2 separate regions of the Mus musculus genome follow, and region 1 is linked to region 2. The links are chromatin contacts, called in public Micro-C maps. All regions are on one chromosome and are shown on one strand. Each heading gives the region's core, a stretch centred on a gene start, on an enhancer-like site or on the middle of the called end of the contact. The rest is flanking DNA. Distances are from core to core; before and after follow the strand shown. Region 1 has its middle 28 kb from the start of Pkp1. Region 2 has its middle 5.6 kb from the start of Tnni1.

Region 1 (4,488 bases), core at 630-3,129, 150 kb after region 2:
ACCCCAGAATGAGGAACTGCTCAGACAGAGGACTACAGAAGGCAAACGGGCAGGAACTGAGAAAGGAGACATCTTTCTCCAGACTGGAAACAGGACCCATGGGGACAGCATGCAATTCTCCCCAGAGAGGCTTATAGAGAACAAACAGCGATCTATTGGTACCCACAGCTCCAACCTTACCTCCATGTCGCTCCCCTATCTTAGGCTGTTCCCACATTTCCCCCCATCTGTCACTTTAAACAGCAAGACTCTCTCTATTCCAACTGTAAGTCCTATAGCACCCCCTGGTGGCATACCAGGAACAGCCTGTGATGGATGATAGTGTCCTAGGAAACCCAAGGCACCTCCTCCCAGCTTTGCCCACAGCCTCTGCCGTATCCTTCCTCTATTGTGGGGGGGTGGGGGGGGTCGTGATAATGCGGTCTGGTCTGGCAACTTTACACCAGCTTCAGAAAGCTCCTCCTTGATAGCAGAGAGCAGGTCCACACTGCCCGAAGCCTGCGCGGCCCCAGGATGAGGGATGGGGGTGAGCGGGCGTGGCATATGAGATTTAGAAGTAACAGTAGTACCTTGACAGAAAGGCAACTTTGATCCTCATGGAAACTCTAGAAAGATTCGCCTAGGACTTTCATTTTGCGATGAGGAACTGAGCGCAACAATGTTAACCAACTTGCCCAAGACAATGCGACCAGTTAGGACGGAGCCAGGATTAACCAAGGCATCCAGGGAGCCCTGAGCTAGAGGTGCCCGTAGAATGCATAGCCGCAAATCCAGAACTACCTTGGAGACGGAAGTCTATTCTGCCACTTACTCAGGCAAGGTCCTCTCTGAGCCTTATTTGTTCTCTGAGGGAATTAGACTACCCTGTCTCCATGACTGCCCTGAGATCAGGCCTAGATATAGACTTGGTAGGCTTAGGGACCAATTGCTGCCCCAGCTGTAGGCTGGTTGCAACCCCCACCCTCAATACCCACACAAGACTGAATGGGGTCCCAGGGTCTTAAGGAAAGCGAAACGACAGACTGTAGGTGAGTGCTCAGGGAAGCAGTCTTCTTGTTTCAGCTTCCCTCTTCCAGGAAGGTCCTCTAGCGTTTAGTTCCCTTGAAGCCTTGAAGCTGTAAGCTACCTTCAGAGCCTTTTCTCCCACCTGTGAAGCTACAGTTCCTTCTTGGTCACCAGAGGGCGCTCTTACCTACGGTCCCAAGGCTCTCCTCCAGGCTTGGCTCAGGACCCACTTTACTTCCTGTGTCTTATGGCCTCGTGGCCAGAACTGTCCTCCAAGGTGAAGACTGTCTCTGAGCCTCTTAATGGGACACGCAGCGGCTATTGTACCAAGTAGCATCTGAGGCTGCCTGGGGCATGCACACAAACTAACAAACTAACCAACAACAAACAAAAAACCTAAAACCTGAACAGCTGTGCGATTTCACCCCTTATTATTACCACTGAGTATTGATCTCACGCCTGTTTACCATTTTCCTGCCCCGTGTTGTCATCTCCTGAAGGCATGACTTTGTCACACAAAGGCTGCGAAGAGGTTGCTGCTGGGTGGTTCTCATGACCAATTCCAGCATGTCTTGGTGGCCACCAGATGCCTAGGAAGTGCCTGTTACAGGGCAGTAGGTAAGACCATGCCAGCTCTGGGCAGGAGGGCACATGCACAGGGAGACAGACATAAAACACTGGAGGAAGCCAGGCCCCGTCCCAGCACACCCACAGTGTCAGAAGTAGAGCCAGCAGGAAGGAACCATGTATAGGTTTAGTTCAGAGAAAACAACACAGATTGGGGTGGGAATTTGGCAACGTCTTAGGCGTTGTCTGTGGTCCTGGTGCTATAGAAGGGGGTTTCCATGGAGACAGGAGGCTCTGACTCACCTCCCAACATGATGGAATCTTCTGAGACCACAGCCGTTGACTAAGGATTGGGGCAGAAGGACAGGGTGGGTGGGTTGGCAGAGTGGGGACCTGCTGTATTTTTTTAAGGTCAATTATCCTTGTCTTCCAGCAAACTGAGGCTGGCTCCAAAGGATGCAAAACGCTTCCCATGGGTGCCTGTGTGGAGGTATGCTCTGCCTAGTGAGAGGCAGGAAGGGCTCTGTCTGTTTCTTCAAAGTGTTGTTTAAAGAAAGTTAGCATTCCCCTTAGTATGGAGCAGGAAGATGAACCGTGGTCCTCCACTACCTGTGAGCAGGCCTAAGGCTCCTGGCTTTTGCTTACATTAGGCCTCCTCCACAGCCAATAGGAAGAGTGATCTGGACACAGACTGGGAGAGTCCTCTTGACCCACATGTCCTACAAGGCTGTGCTCAGGTGTCACCTCCTTCAGGAAGCCTTCCTTGATTCCTTAATGTGAGTTAGATGTCCCATAGCTCTGCTGTGCTTATCTAAGCCACCACTGGCCCAATTGTCCTAAAGCTGCTTGGCCTCTGACCAGTGTGCCCTGAGGTTAGGGCCATCTAGGGTAGAGGCTAAAGTGCTCCCTTAACAACCAAATACAGTAAGTATTGTGTACCACTGCTCGAGGCAGTCTATAAAGTAAGAGGTCATTTGAGGGGCAGGCTTTGAGTCTGGGCAAACATCCACACGGCCAGAAGTGAGCCTGGCCTCTAAGTCTCCCTTAGTTTGTCAGAACTGTTGCCACCAGCATTTGCATGGATAGGGGAACACAGGGGGGCTGGGGGAGGCCCCAGTTCAACTCAAGAATACTCATCCTCAGCTCACAGTGGGATGGCAACACAGGGCCATCTCTAAGGGTCCCTAAGATTTAGTCTGAGGAGACTGGCCTGGCAAATGGCTGAGAAGTGCTTAGGTGATGGGTCTTTCAATATAACCCCCAGGTCAGATAAGAAGTTTTGGTATTTGGCGATTGACTTGCTCAAGGTGCCTTTTGTGTAACACTGAAAAGAGCTTCTAGGAGGCTGTCAGCGTTCATCCTTCAGAGACTGGTACCCTGCTGCTGAGAAGCCTGAATCCATCCTGCAGAAGCCCTCTTCTCTTTGATCCATGGTCCATGTAACCCCAAACACCAACATAGATCCACAGTAGGTTCAGTACCTGAGATCAGCTCTTCCACACTCATGGCCACTCTACAGCTACTCAGAAACTAACAGCATCCAGCCGACTGTGCGGTTTTGCATACCTTTGCAGTTCTGTGATGTGAATCTCAGTCCTGAACCATGCTAAGCAGACATTCCATCACTGCTCTGGACCCCGGCCCCTATATTTGATACCAGGTCTTGGTGCACAGCCTAGGCTAAGCTCAGATTTGCAGTCCTCCTGTAATTCTGGATGCGTGCCACCACAGCAGGCCAGCCACATGCTTTTTTCTAACAGCCATGACCAAAAGTCAGGGGTGGATGAGTTTAGGACTCTGAACAAAGCTAATGTCGAGGGGCCGTCTCGATGATGCAGTAGGGAGAGCTGCTTGCTAACAAGCCTGACAACCTGAGTTTGATCACTGGGACCCACATAGTAGAAGGAGAGAATCTACTCCCAGAAGTTGCTCTCTGACCTCAGTGGTAATGTTAGTCCAAGCACCCATAGTAACAGTACATGACAGCTCAAGGCCACTTGCACCCTGCACTCAACTTTCCTGTCACTGCACAATGAACTGCTAGGCCCCTTCTGGTTGAAAAGACACCTATAGGCAGTTGAAGAAGCCAAACAAGGGACCATTTGAAACCAGGACTGTGTCGCAGTACCCGATCCCTCTCTACCCATCGGAGACAACACCAACTTCTGTCTACCTGTGCCCCAGCTACACACCTCCATCCCAAGCAAGGGGTTTCTCGTGAACTTAATGGAAGATGCTGTTGGCATTTAGTCTAGGCTCCGCCCCACAGTTGCCTGGCAACAGCCAGGTGTGCCTGACTCACTAGGAAAGGTGCTACTTGCTCGCTCTCTCTCTCTCTCTCTCTCTCTCTCTCTCTCTCCCTCTGCCCCTCTCTCCTGACCTTCTCCCTTACCCTCTTCCCCCTCTCCAAGTACTCATGGCTGGCCTCTACTCCTCTATTCTCTCTCTGTCTCTCTCTGTCTCTGTCTCTGTCTCTCTCTCTGTCTCTCTCTCTCTCTCTCTCTCTCTCTCTCTCTCTCTCTCTCTGCCTTTATCTCAACTCCCCTCCCCATGCCCTGAGTAAACTTTATTGTATACTATACCGTTGTGTGGCTGGTCCCTCAGGGGGAAGGGATGCCTCAGCATGGGCCCGCAGAGGCACCCTCTTCCCCCACACCATACCACACCTCCATCAAACATATCCCAGGACTCTCTGTCTTTTTACAAAACACAACAGATGCATGCCTGGTTTACCTAGTACCACCCTGGGGGTGCATGGCAGCCCTGTCTCCGCTGAGACACTGGGAGTCTATCCAGGAAGGGATTAAAGCAAGGGGCAGCTGGAGTGCCCAGGGCAGAGAGCAGGTGCTGTACTTACAACCTAACTATAGGATAAATAGTTGGGATAATAGCTACCAAGGCTGGGCTGTTAGAGTT
Region 2 (4,387 bases), core at 55-2,554:
GCACTGGGGATAGATAGCATAGTTTAATCTTGGAAGAGAGGAGATCAGAGCCCTTGTAGTGAAAGTGGGTGTCTCTACTTATACTATACTAAGATGAAGTGATGGCTCAGGGCATTGTGATACAGCTTGGCTGCCTGGCTCTCTGACTGCCAGGCTGGAGGCAGGGAAGGGCAGCAGGATGTGTGGCCACCAATACTCGCTTTGGTATAAACTCACTTCCCTGGGTAAAAAATCTAGCTGGCACCAGGAAGTCTGCCAGCTAGAGATTCACAGGCTGCCCCCCAGTGTCTACCTGTCACATCTAAGAGGATATGAACAGGGGAGGGGTTGCTGCAGGTAACGACAGACTGAGCAGCAGCTGGATTCTAACATTAAGTTCTTTCTTAATTTATTAGAGTTTTCTTTCTTTTTTCAAAGAATTGTATCTATTTTTAATTCACACACACACACACACACACACACACACACATACGCACACTGTTCATTTAGATATATGTTCATTTATAGCGGTTCCTCTGTGTAGTCCTGGAGCTCACTCTATAGAGCAGGCTGACCTTGAACTCAGAGATCTGCCTGCCTCTGCCTCCCTAGTTCTGGGATCAAAGGTGTGTGCCACTTTACCAGGCTCTGCAATGTCAGGAGGCTCCCTTCTCCTACGGCCTCCTCCTCTTTGCTTCTAAACAGGGACTCTATCCCCAGTACCTTGCTCTCAGCTTCCTAGCCCCAGGACAAAGCCCCACCTGGTAACAAAAGGGACACTCCAGGACTGCTCCGTTGGGGAGGAGGAATGTGAAAGCAGTCCAGAAGGAGGTCAGAAGCCCCAGGGCTGGGCCCCTCTGGAGGTCTGGGCGTGGCTTTTCTGGGCTGCTCAGTACCTGGTACTTACAGAATTCTAACAGGGTGACCTGAATGAACACACACGCGGAGCTGAGAAATGGGGCACCTGGGGGCCTACATCATTCTCTGGGAACTGGAGGGTGGTATGGGCGGATGGGTCAGCAGAACTGATACACTGTACCCACACCAACCATCTGCTTTGGGGCAAACTCAGGCCACATTTGGGCGTTTTTACCCCATGTTGTCTTTGCCCAGAAGGGGGCCTTTTGAGTCATTCTTTTGAGTCATTCTTAACTGTGTCTCAGACCGTTGGATATGGACCTGACCTTGTATAAGACACGCATTTCTGGACCTGCCTCAGCCCTGCTGGAGCAGAAACTTGAGGCTGAGGACCAATACTTAAGCTTTAACAAGCCTTCTGGCACATTCTGAGGCATCGTGGTTTAGAAAAAATCACTGGGCTAGCGTGGGCTCGCTCTGCTACACACCACGCTGAATCCTGCAGGGGCAGGCAGAGAGAGAGTAAAGACCCTGTCATCGGCCCCTTGAGGCAACTTTCCCAGAGGAAAGGTAGACTGGGTACACCTGAAAGCTAAGGCACATAATACCTAGAATCAGGCGAGCTGTGCAGAAGGAGACCTAGGAGTGCTAAGGCAGGCAGATCTAGGAGAGCTGTCTCTAGATTGTGTGTGTGTGTGTGTGTGTCTGTGTGTGTGTGTGTGTGTGTGTGTGTGTGTGTCTGTGTGTGTGGTGGTGGTGGTGGTGGTGGTGGTGGTGGGGCAGCAGTATTATGAGGAGAGAAACACCCCGGCTCTGCAGGCTCACAGAGTTTGGGTTTCTTCAGAATAAAGAGTAAAGTGACCAGGACAGGGTGCAGGGCAGGCTGGAACTATCTTAAGAGAGGCCTGGGAGTTGTGGTCATCGGGCTGGGGGCAGGGGAGGGGGTAAAGGGGTAAGGGGTACTGGGCATGGACAGTGGGCGGGGCGAGGCGGCATTGGGCGGGGCAAGGCGGCATTGGGAGAGCTGCGTGCTGACCTGGTGTCCCAGTTCCCAGGTTCACTGACTGTTCATTCGCCAGTCTAAAGAGGATTTGTTTATGAAGGGTGGCACCCACACCTGGTTTGCAAGCTCTCTCCGTTTCTATGCCCCACACCCCTTTGCCGTGCCTCACAGGGGCAGCCCTGAACCTTACCTACTTATTATGGGGATTTCTGGCCAGGCAGCCTGTTCTGCAGGGACCTGCCAAGGCATGGCCCTGCCCTAGGCTCAAAGCACGATGACAACTTGGAGGCAGCCTGGGGTAAAGAGTGGGGTCTGCCTTGGGCGCCCTGTGTCTGTCCATCACAGCGCATGGCTGGAGGCAGGAAGTAGGCAGAGGGGCCGAGGCAGATTTAGTGCAGGATGGAGTAAGCTCAAGGAGACAGGAGAAGTGAGACAACAGGTTCGGGCGGAGGGTGTGGGAGGAAGTCCGAGGCGTGGGAGGTAGCAGAGAGTGCCGTGTGAGAAAGCAGCCGGGCTGTTGGAGCCTGCGGGAGCTTGAAGGTTCCCACCGCCTCTCCCGGTGGGTTTACTCATTCGCACCCTCCTATTCCCTCTCTGCCCAGCCCCCGCATCCCTGTAGCACAAAGAGAAGCTTCCTCGTCTTGGAGTCTTAGGGCTGAGAACAGAGGCTGGGAACTATTTCTGGCTCGACAGACACAGACCTCCGATAAGCATCAATATACAAAGCAGCACATTAGGTTTTAGGGAGCTTTGGGTCTCAAGACTGGTCCATTCAAATTTGCAGTAGAAAAAAAAATCTGAAGTTGAGAACATTGAGGAAATAAACATTCCGAGTGTTTACGGGACAGTTCCTGTCGGCCAGGCTGTCACCAGGCACCGGGGTATATAGTTTTTGACTTGGCCTCCTCTTGCTATGGGTCACTGAGTGAGCTGCTCGTCCACTGTGAGCTCCGTTTTCCCATCGGTTCAATGGGATTGATAATAATGCCCACCTCAGAGTAATTCTGAGGTTTCGGTTGGCTGGGGAGGAAGCACAGTGGCTGAGGGCTTGCCTAGCCGCCCTGGATTCAATCCCCAGCACCGAAACAAGAATACACGAAGAACTTAATATCGGCTAAGCGCTTGCCTCATGCCAGACCTTTGCAAAGCCCTTTGTACACATTACCTCACCGCAGCCCCACAGCAATCCTCTGAGGTAGACACTATTATTATCTCCATTTTATAGATGAGGAAACGGAATCTCACAAGGGTCAAACCGCTCAAGTTACACCAGATCAGATTTGCTGAGAGTGAGGCCGTCTGTCTCCAAGCTTGAGGGTTGACTCACTCTGCTAGGCTCTCTCTCCAGTGACACAGGTTGATCTGTGGTGGAAAACTGAGGAGTGACAGCCTTTCTTTGTTCTGGCTAATCTCTCTTCCTCCATCCCCTGCCCTCCCCCTCCCAGGGTCCAATGTAGACAACTGATCTCAGGGCAAGGACAGATAGGCTCAGCATGGAGTGGAGTGGGTGTGGAGAGGGGGCTCCGTCTTGGCTGTCACTGGGGCATGGTCCCTGAGCAGTGTGGGAGGGGAGGGCCTGCTGGCAGGACAAATGGGCTGACTTTGTCACTTGCTAATTTAGGTTCTTCAGCTTTCCAAACAATGCCGGGGCAGCTGGGGCTGGCTGACAGGTGTCTTCCACTGAGATGGCTGACCCCGACTCTACTACCCATGGCCTTGTAGGCCTCAGCTCTTCTGGCTAGATACTTTCTTCCTCCCATACCCTATAGTCTCTCTCGCCCCAGGAGAGGCAATATGACTTTGGAAACCAGTGTGACCAAAGGGGGATACTCTACCTAGGCTTCCCTCTTTCACTAACCCACTCTGAGTCTCTCTCCTGCCCTCCCCCCAACATAGAAAGCCCCTGGGACTCCTGCGGTCTTCTTCCTTTTCTCCTTCCAACTCAAACTGTCCTCAAACTTATAGCCACCCTCCTGTCTCAGTGTCCCAAGTGTTGGAATGACGGGCACGCGCCACCGCGCCCCACTTTTGTTCTGTTAATTCCTCATTGGATTGAAGGACATAGAAGTTGTGACCCTGGGGTCATTCCCCTGAGTCCCAACTTCTGTCAACACTGCCTGCCTTAGAGTCCCCTGGACTTTTAAAGAAGCTGAAGGAAGCTTATCAGCCTGTCCAGTGCAGAAGTTCCCTAGGAGGCAAGAGGGAGTCCCTTGGAAGGCAGGCTCCCTTACGGTCATGGCATACTCTTAAGCCAGTTTACCAAGGAGAAAGGTTCTAAGGGCCCTGGGGAGCTGGCTTATCTAGCCTTGAGCCTTTATTTAGGTGAGACTGGGGATGATGCTGAGATGGGGGTGGAAGTGGGGTGAATAGCAGAGAGTAGAAACTGTAGATGAATCTGGGAGGCCCTGGAACATGAGGAGTTGTATGTAGCAAGTGGTCATCCTAGGAAAGCAAAGGAGTGCTCCTAGAGCTCTGGGTTAGCACCGGGACATACGGTGCAGCTAAGTATACCCTTGTGCTCCCTAAGTCCTACTCTGAGCTGGAGGA

What was found. Hi-C and Micro-C count contacts between places; a contact is called where the count stands out from the background.
Region 1: a contact with region 2 is called in a Micro-C map of the HL-1 cell line, with 4 times the contacts expected there. The contact joins two enhancer-like sites. A contact is called at or near these places in 8 of 484 Hi-C or Micro-C datasets (the HL-1 cell line, cerebral cortex, cortical neurons and 4 more), 1 of 115 datasets of contacts at active chromatin or transcription factors (pancreatic cancer cells) and 3 of 9 other capture datasets (adipose tissue, embryonic stem cells and pancreatic islet).

Annotation. Positions count from the first base shown.
Region 1 is chr1:135,944,697-135,949,184 of GRCm38.p6, forward strand. No RefSeq gene overlaps it. Among named protein-coding and RNA genes, the nearest start is that of Pkp1, 28 kb to the left of the region's middle. Within about 2 kb of position 1,880, at least 35 of the 459 cell types and tissues checked have an H3K27ac peak or open chromatin away from gene starts, as enhancers often do. A contact at or near this core is called in the HL-1 cell line, cerebral cortex and pancreatic cancer cells, where this site is marked.
Region 2 is chr1:135,791,592-135,795,978 of GRCm38.p6, forward strand. It overlaps a transcript of Tnni1 not described here. Among named protein-coding and RNA genes, the nearest start is that of Tnni1, 5.6 kb to the right of the region's middle. Within about 2 kb of position 1,305, at least 89 of the 459 cell types and tissues checked have an H3K27ac peak or open chromatin away from gene starts, as enhancers often do. A contact at or near this core is called in the HL-1 cell line, cerebral cortex and pancreatic cancer cells, where this site is marked.